Linked DNA regions of Sus scrofa: region 2 is linked to region 1. Evidence: chromatin contacts called from public HiChIP or PLAC-seq data. All regions are on one chromosome and are shown on one strand. The core of a region is the stretch at or near the end of the contact, and the rest is flanking DNA. Distances in the headings are between cores, read along the strand shown.

Region 1 (4,439 bases), core at 947-3,446:
CATGCCTGACTTACTGTTTAAGGTAGTGCACACAGAAGGAACAGCATAATAACAACGACAACAGTAACAGCAAAGGTCTCTGACTTCCCTTCAGTTTCCTCTTCCCCACTCTGAGGACCAGATAACACTGACTCAGACTTCCCAGCGTGAATTACTAATTATTAAGATGGAACCAAGCTCTCGGGAGAATGTACAGGCAACACTTTTTTTTTTTAAATGGCCACACCTGCAGCATATGGACGTGCCCAGGCCAGGGACTGAATCGGAGCCACAGCTGCAACCTATTCCTGCAACTGCAGCAAGGCAGGCAGGCTCCTTTAACCCACTGCACCGGGCTGAGGATGAACCCAAGCAGGGACCCAAGCCACTGCTGGTACATTCCTAACCCACTGAGTCACAACCGGAACTCTCAGGCAACTCTTCAAAAAGTTTAAAATAATTTTTGTAAAGCCGCACACTTGATAGCATTGATTTTTATGGCTATTCGCTTTCCGAAGTTCCAGAATTTGATCATCTGGATCACACACATAAAAATCACTATAGAAGGAATCTCTTTAAAGATTAATATCCTGGGGAAGAGGGAGAGGAGGGAAGAAGAAAGATTAACATCCTTTCTCTTCAAGAGAAACAGACTAGGAGTTCCTGTCATGGCTCAGTGGTTAATGAATCTGACTAGGAACCATGAGGTTGCAGGTTCGATTCCTGGTTTCATTCAATGGGTTAAGGATCTGGTGTTGCTGTGACCTGTGGTGTAGGTTGCAGACTCCACTCAGATCTGACGCTGCTGGGGCTGTGGCGTAGGCGGGCAGCTGTAGCTCTGACTGAACCCCTAGCTTGGGAACCTCCATACACCACGGGTGTGACTATAAAAAGCAAAAAAAAGAAAAAAAAAAGAGAAACAGATTAGAGGGTTGAAAAAAAAGGACTTGTCTAGACGTATACATAAATGGACTGATATTTCCACAATGGATTAAAAGATATCCACTCCACAGATTAACTGCTGTATTAATAGAATTTAAATACACAGTTACATATTCAACTCTGAAAGCAGCAGCAAAGAGGTGAAATTCACCCAGTGCTCACTTCAAATGGTTAACTTCTAAAATTTAAAGCATATTATAAACTGCTGTCGAGGTTAAGTCATTTTCCCATTCCTTTCAGCATTATATACCTTGATGTTTTCGTGTCACTAGCCGTCAATGTACAGCAGTTTCAGAAACTCACAGTTTTTGCCTCCAAGAGCTATAATCCTCCCCCTAAAAAGAAGAGGCCAAAGACAAGACTATGAATATGGGGTTTTTTAAAGCATCATAACATGACTTTATAAAATTGTCATCCCCAGGTGCAGAGTTCTGCAGGAGCCAACTTCAGAGTATCTCACATGCAAATAATATAAACAAAAAGCCACTTAGGGGAGCAGAACAGTGTGCCTAGATGGTCATCTTAAATGAAACAGAGCAAGTAGTCTATCCGAGGCAGGACAAGAGAAATGATTGTTCACTCAGCTCACTGCACTCCTGGATAAAAAGTCCCGAAGAAGGGAAACCCCTGTGTGGATTCAGTGTTATGGGGGAAATGGGAAGAGTGTGGAGTTCGTCTGTGACACCACTACCACTTTGGAGGCCCAGCAGGAGATGCTAAGGTCTTGGGCGGGGCCGAGGGAGGACCGGGAGAGTGGGAGGGGAGGTCTTCTCTCAGTCAACAGCGCCGAGAGTAGTGACAGACTTTAGATACGGGCAAAACCGCGTCCCCACAGCTTTAAAAAAAAAAAAAAAAAAAAGGAGGGAGCAGGGAAAACTTTCCCGAGCCTCTCCCCACCCTGTCCCTCCTCAGAGGAAGAAACTCAAGGAGAAGAGCCAACAGTGCCGGCTGCCCCATCACCCGCCCCGACTCAGCGGCCGGCGCACTGGAGGCCGGGAGCCGGGGGCCTGGACCAGGAGGAGGGAGGGCGCAGGAGTAACGGGGCGCCTCGGCCGGGCCCGCGGGACGGGGGAGCGAGCAGAAGGCAGGGGCGGGAGGGGCCTCCGCGAGCTCGAGCCTGCGCCCCCCGCCCCGCTCCAGTTACCTGGGAGGCCAGCCGCGGCCGCGCGCCGTCCATCCAGGCCCAGCCGCCGGGAGCACGGCGGGAACCTCGGAAGCGCCGCGCGAGCGGGAGAATCGCCGGCTAGTGGCCGGCGAAGGGGCGGAGCTGGAGGGAGCGCCGGGGGCTGGGCGCCGGGTCACGTGGCCGGGCCGCCTCACGTGACGCCGACGCCCAGCGCGCCCCGCCTGCCTCGCCAGCCCCGCAGTCCGCCCGCGGGGTGGGCGGGGATCCTGTCCTCTTTCGGCCCCGGGCTAACGAGCCCGACTCCTCCGGAAGCCGATTGGCTGTCGGAGTCCAGTCGTCGCGATGGCATTCGGTGGCTGCCGAGTTTCACAGGCTTTTGTCACTCAGGGAACCAGGGGCACGCGAGAGGTGGACTCCCGCTGCCCTCCCAGGATGCTGGCCATAGGGAGGGGGCCGTACAGCCACCCTAAGAGGACCTGAGCACACTTCTCTTCCTGCCCCATAGCGCGGTCTGCCCACTGTTGGCATTACTCAGGTGGTGCAGTCGGAGACAAAAGGACCTCGGAGGGGTCATTTTACTCCAGAAACTCATCCCCCCCCCAACATACACACTCCTCAATCCCCCATTTACCTACCAGTCGAAAAGCACCTAAGGCCGAGAAGGTGGCAACTGGACCAATATCAGAAAGAAGGAGGGGGTGAGGCAGCGGTACTCGGTAGCAGGCTGTGAAAATCGGAAGGGATCCAAGACAGAGAAGGACCCAATTTTTTTCTTGCTATAAATAAGTAAACTGAGGCCGGGAGTGGGGACGCTTCCTGCTGCCCCATCCAGCCTATCTATTGAGACCACCATCATGTTTATGTAAAGTACTGCTCAGCTCTCCAGAAACTCCCTGGCTCAACAGGATAAAGTCCCAACTTCTTGGCATAACTTTCCAAGCAAGCTTGCTCAAACTTAATTCTCCCAATTGAATAGAAAAACATTTTTGAGCATCACCAATCAGCTCTGCTAATCTACTGAAAGAAGCCTGCTTTTCCTCATCTTCCAGTGCTTGCTCACCATTGCTGGAGGCTTTGACTCCGCAGAATTCCCATTTCCCTTGACTGCCCACCTTTCTTCGGATTCCTTACTTTTTCCCTGAATTACTTTACTCCTCTTTGCATTTGTTCATTCTTTTGCCTCAGGCTGAAATGCTTTAAATTACCACCTTTTCCTCCCTTAAAGAAAATCAAAGCCAAATGGTAGTTCAAACAGTAAAAACAGATTTTAATCAAAAACGATTGCAATAGGGAAATTGAGCCCACTTCCATACTGAGGTTTCCTTTCCCCTCCTGTAATAGTTCCTGAATAAAATCTGTTCTTTTGTTGCGGAAACCGCAAAAACTGTGGCAACGGAAGGAGACAAACAGCACTCGGAGATATGGAAAAGCAAGGTTTATTCAGCACCGGTGCGGGTGCAGAGGAGTCACCTCCAGAGTCTGAGCACCAGGTCTTTGTTCTCAGTAACTTTTATACACTACAAGGTCTTGATTTTTCAATGTAAGCATCCCGGACCTCCCCCATCCCCAAGCAGACAGTGTTCCTCCCTAAGAAACTGAGCAAGCAAGGTTACAGAAGCAGAACTGATAAGGAATGCTGGGTACCTAATTAGCAGGGCTGCTGGCTTGGACAGAGAGCACACAGTTGTTACATTATTACAAGAAGGGTGGCATAGTGATAAGCACAGCTGGAAAGGCTTGTAGCTGCCTTCTTAGCCAAGGGGGGGGGTGTTTTTTAGTTAAAACTCCATTTCACTTTAACCACTGTTGAGCTCTTGTTATCTTTAATAGCACTCCAAGGTAGGTACACAACAGTCTTCTACTCATCTTCCAAAATCCAGGTCAACTACCACCCACTCACGTCTCCCTTCTCTGCATCCTCCTCCTGATTCAATAGCATCAGCAATTGAAGTTCACTCAGACTGTGTCAGATGTAACTTCTACCCTGATTTCCAGGACCCTGAACATAGTCTGATGCATGAATCTCTCATCGCTCAGAAATGTACTGGCCTTTACCTGTAAGAAGTAACTTGGCTATCCCTATCTTCTTCCCTAGATTATAAACTCTTTCTGGGCTTATTTAAGTGCCCTCAGTATTCACTGAATGAGGGTCCATGTGGTAGAAACTCAGTGTCCACTGATTGGAGGCCCTTGGATCGACCTTCAGTATCTGCTTAATAGAGCAATGGCGTGATCAATATAGCAGCTGTTCCGTGAATTTACTACAAGAGGCCCACTTTTCTCAGACTGAAGTCAGTTTCTTTAGACTCCAAGCTGATCAAAATTTCTTCAGAAAAACATGTTTGTTGAGTAAAACGGGGTTTGAGTCATAAAATATGTCCTGAGCACTCAG
Region 2 (4,451 bases), core at 1,629-4,128, 170 kb before region 1:
TTATGAAATCTAGAGAACAGTATTCTTCAAAGAAAAACCTGTAGATACTTAATTTGTTATTTTAAAATGACACATACAGAACATATTTACTGTAGTATTTTTTCCTTTGGCTGTGCTTCAGGCATGCAGAACTTCTCAGGCCAGGGATCAAACTTGTACCACAGCAGTGACTTGAGCCACAAAAGGGACAACACTGGATCCTTAAACACTAGGCCACCAGGGAACTCCAAACTTGCAGTATTTTGACGTTAAGTTGTGTTAAAAAAGAAAACAGAAAAGCAATACATAACATTTCTTCAGCAGAAGAGACTGAAGGCACTAATAAGTTTGGTGTCATTGAGAATGTACACTTTCGGAGTTCCCGTCATAGCTCAGTGGTTAACAATTCCAACTAGGAACCATGAGGTTGCAGGTTCGATCCCTGGCCTTGCTCAGTGGGTCAAGGATCTGGCATTGCCGGGAGCTGTGGGTGTAGGTTGCAGACGTGGCTCAGATCCCACGCTGCTGTGGCTGTGGCATAGGCTGGCGGCTACAGCTCCGATTCCACCCCTAGCCTGGGAATCTCCAAATGCCACAGGAGCAGCCCAAGAACAAAGGCAAAAAGACCAAAAAAAAAAAAAAAAGAAAGAAAGAAAGAATGTACACTTTCAAGAAAAAAAAAAAGGGTTCATTCATTGTCTAAATTTCTCTACAGGAAGATATCATAAGCAGACCTCACAAAAAAGGACTATGAATCTATCCTTACTCATATGTATAAATTAGTAGCAACAAATAAATTTAGTTCAAATTGAAGGCCAAGTTTTCCAAAAAAGATTAAAAAATTATTTTTCAGTTATGCTAAAGAAATGTATATCAGAGTTCCGTTGTGGCTCAGATGAAATACATCCGACTAGCATCCGTGAGGACATAGGTTTGATTCCTGGCCTCACTCAGGGGGTTAAGGATACCGAATTGCCCTGAGCTGTGGTGTAGGTTGCAGACACTGCTCAGATCCTGCATTGCTCTGGCTGTGGTGTAGGCCCGCGGCTACAGGACGATTCAACCCCAGCCTGGGAACCTCCATATGCTTCGGGTGCGGCCATAAAAAAAAAAAAAAAAAAAAAAAAATGTTACCCATACCTCCCAATTACTGTATTTTTAAAATTTATTCATTGAACAATTACACTTTTAGATATATACCAGGCACTATTATAGGTGAAAACTATCCAAAAGTTTTTGCATACATTTATGAGTGGCTACTTTGTTATTGGTGTTTGTTAGCACAAATCTCTTACTCTGATAGCCTATACAATCCTCCCTGGAAATCTGCCCAGGGTTGGTTCCAAAACTTCCCCCAGACACCAAAATCCCACATATACGTAGTACCTCAGCCATCAGCTCAACACTAAATTACTGATACTTACTCTTGTGACTTAAGTTTTTTAAGACTCAAGGATAAAAAGTAACCTTTAAATAGAAAATTAATTTTCAACTATTCAATTATTTTACTGTTTTCTTTGGTATTCCTGCACAAAATACATGGTACTATTGACTTGGTGGATTACTAGTTAGCCTTGGATAAATGAAAACGAAACTCAAGGCAGTATCTTCGCTTTTGTCTCATGAGTGTCAAAACTGCTACAGCTAATCACAAAATATTAGCCTTTTAGCCAGGTTTTGGGAAACAATAAATTTCCCCGTCAAAAAATGACCCTGCGTGCTTTCTACTTCGATTTTTAAAAATAATGAGGAAAAGGGGGTAATTCCTGTCTCCTTCCTGTCGTCCCCAAAGAGTTCAGAAGTTAGGATGTTTCTCTTGCAAAAACCTCTCCCAACCCACGACGAAGCAACCAAGCATGCCAAGGTAAGCCCAGACTGCTAAATCATCAACCAGATTGTAACCAGGAAAACCAAGAATTGACAAAATTCTCCTTCACTTCCACTGTTTCTGCAAAGACTACCACTTTTTAGCTTAAAAAAACCCAAAAACCAAAAAACACAACAACAACAACAACAAAACCACTGCAGGAATGCTGGCTGTACACTAATGAATACAACTGTCCAAATGCAGCACCTGACGCTCACTACAACCGGAAGATGGCCTTAGTCAGAGGTCAGCTGAGTAGAGCAAACACTTTATTAGTCCCTCCTCGAAAACCATAGAAAATGAAGACGTCTCTTTCGAATCTGAGGATAATCGTGGGGCGCCTCCCTCTCTCCCTTTTCATTACCAGCCTTTTTGAATCAGGCAGTCCATCAGTCAACCTTCTCTGTCAGTGAGGGGGTTTTCAAGACAAAGATAATTGGAATAGCTCTCTGGAACCCAAGGGATCATTCTTCAGGCACCAGAATCCCCGTCAAGCCCCCACAATAACATATCAAAGCCTGCGTTCCTCATCACCACCACCATTCGTCGCTCTTCCTAGCCAGGGCTGAGACTCAGACCAGGAAAACCTTTCCCTTGCAGGTAGGTAAGAAGGCACCAGGTCTGTTCCCTCGGGCCCCTCCTCTCCTCCACGGCTCCCTCAGGACACCTCTATATCTTGAACCGCTAAATCGGCTTGCAGCCGCCAAGAAGCCCTGTTCAGCCACACACAAGATGGCAGCCAAAGACCTACCGGAGGAAACAGCAGCGCCACTACTCCAGCGATGCCAGCCTCTGGACCGAGGGTATCCGCATTGGTCCAGCCAGAGAGCGCGAGACAACCCGCGAGCTCTGACAGCCAATCCGGAGGCTGCGCGCTCAAGCGCCGCCGCGGTGCCTACCGTTCACGCGCGGAACCCCTGAGGCGTGGACCCGGTGGGGTGGGCAACCAATGGGCTCCAGGCCAGGAGGTAGGAGCCGTCAGTGTCCGACTCCTCCCATTTAGGTTTGCTTTAGGTAGGCCTGGACGGTGGAAACTGGGCGGTCCTTCCTCCCTGGCTAAGGCGAGGTGGAACTGTGGTTGCTGAGGTGAGGTTAGTCGATGGTGAAGTACTTCCCGGCCAGGGGGCACCCGGCGCCGTGGGGTCTCGGGGGCGTGGAGTGAGAGAGGAGCCCTACCCGCGGGAGAACCCAGCCTCGCCAACCGTGCGGGCGGAGCGCAGTCCTCAGGTCTGGCAGGCGGCGTGGAAAGCGCAATCGAGCCAGTGTAACCCAGGTGAGGCCGTGAGTGGCCCTCCCGACAGCTTCTTTCGGCCCAGCACCCAGGAACGCGGTGGAGCTCTCGGTCGCGTGGATCCCAGCCCTTGCGACCTCCTTTCTCCTTTCACTCACGTGCATTCCCGGGCTGGAGAAGGGACCGAGGGTGCGCGGAGTTCTCAACCCATTTCAGTCTCTTGTCACCCGGTGCACACCTTCATGAGAGGTGATTCCTAAGCAACTGGGAACCCGAGGCTGTAAAAGGGGCTGCGGGAAGGGGATTGGAGTCCAAAATCCAGAAGCCGAACTTGACGGTTTAGCCACTGACCCATTTCACAGGTAAGACTCACAAACCCTCAGGAAGTAAAATCGTTTATTCAAGATCATGGAGTAGAGATCACATCCTAAGAGCTCCTGATTCTCATTAACCACAACCCAATACGTAATCATCCCCATTAGATCATTAAATAAAATATGAAACATGTAATTTTGCTCTTCGTCAGATGGAAACCTTCAGTGAGTTCTGTATGTATTAATGAATGAGGCAGTGGACTGGAATAATCAAAAAACAGGCTCAGAAACCAGGCTGCCTGGTTGTTCAGTTTTTCCCTGCCACTTACGGTGTGACATGCTTTAGCTTCCTCGTGACAGGATTGCTAATTTGTCCCACATGACTGTTAGGCAGAGTGATAAGAACGTGTGAAGTATTTTGAAGCCTGCCTGACACATGGTTTATACTCAATAAATGTTCATTACTATTATCACAATTAAAACACAAGGGGTAGAGAGGAAATAGCCACAGTTTCATAAGAGCCTATTTTTAAAAACGAAAAAGAACCAACCACTTAAACGAAACTGACTATTTTTCCATCAGAGTGAAAAAGTAAGAAGGGGAAAATATGAACGAACTTAAAAATCGTGTTATACTCTAAAATAACACTGGTTGTCTCTGGATGATGAGATTATGGGTGATTTAAGTTTTCTTCTCTGTGCTATATTTTGCAAATTTTCTTCAGCAAGCATGTTTTAATTTTGTAAGTTCCGTTACTTTTAAATTTTCAGAAGTTATGAACAACACTGGCAAGAACTTTCTTTAAAAAGAAGCTATTACTGAGTGTGCTTAATGCTATGCTAAATGTTTTTGCATCCTCCTTTTATGAAATTAGAACCTTACAGATAAAAAGCATAATCCACAATCCCTGAATTCCTTCTCCCCCAAAACTACACTCCAGACTTTGGTGCAGCGTTTTCAATGCTTTTTTACACTTACATAATCTTTATAGGTGTATATATTCATATATGTAATTATTTAAAATGGGAATAGTATCATACTATATAATTTTGTAACTAT

The links. HiChIP or PLAC-seq counts read pairs in DNA pulled down with a chosen protein or histone mark.
Region 2: a contact with region 1 is called in an H3K27ac HiChIP or PLAC-seq map of alveolar macrophages. The contact joins the promoter of CAB39L here to the promoter of RCBTB1 in region 1. A contact is called at or near these places in 1 of 5 promoter capture datasets (liver), 5 of 47 Hi-C or Micro-C datasets (blood, embryonic fibroblasts, fetal heart ventricle and 2 more) and 2 of 2 datasets of contacts at active chromatin or transcription factors (alveolar macrophages and skeletal muscle).

Annotation. Positions count from the first base shown.
Region 1 is chr11:18,129,770-18,134,208 of Sscrofa11.1, reverse strand. It overlaps RCBTB1 (RCC1 and BTB domain-containing protein 1), which reads right to left and starts at 2,196. Exons shown (of 14, transcript XM_021065311.1): 1 at 2,066-2,196; 2 at 1,172-1,256. All of the region lies in intron 4 of EBPL (emopamil-binding protein-like), which reads right to left.
Region 2 is chr11:18,296,096-18,300,546 of Sscrofa11.1, reverse strand. CAB39L (calcium-binding protein 39-like) reads right to left here and starts at 2,878. Exons shown (of 11, transcript XM_003130971.6): 1 at 2,598-2,878. SETDB2 (histone-lysine N-methyltransferase SETDB2) reads left to right here and starts at 2,313. Exons shown (of 14, transcript XM_013980508.2): 1 at 2,313-2,446.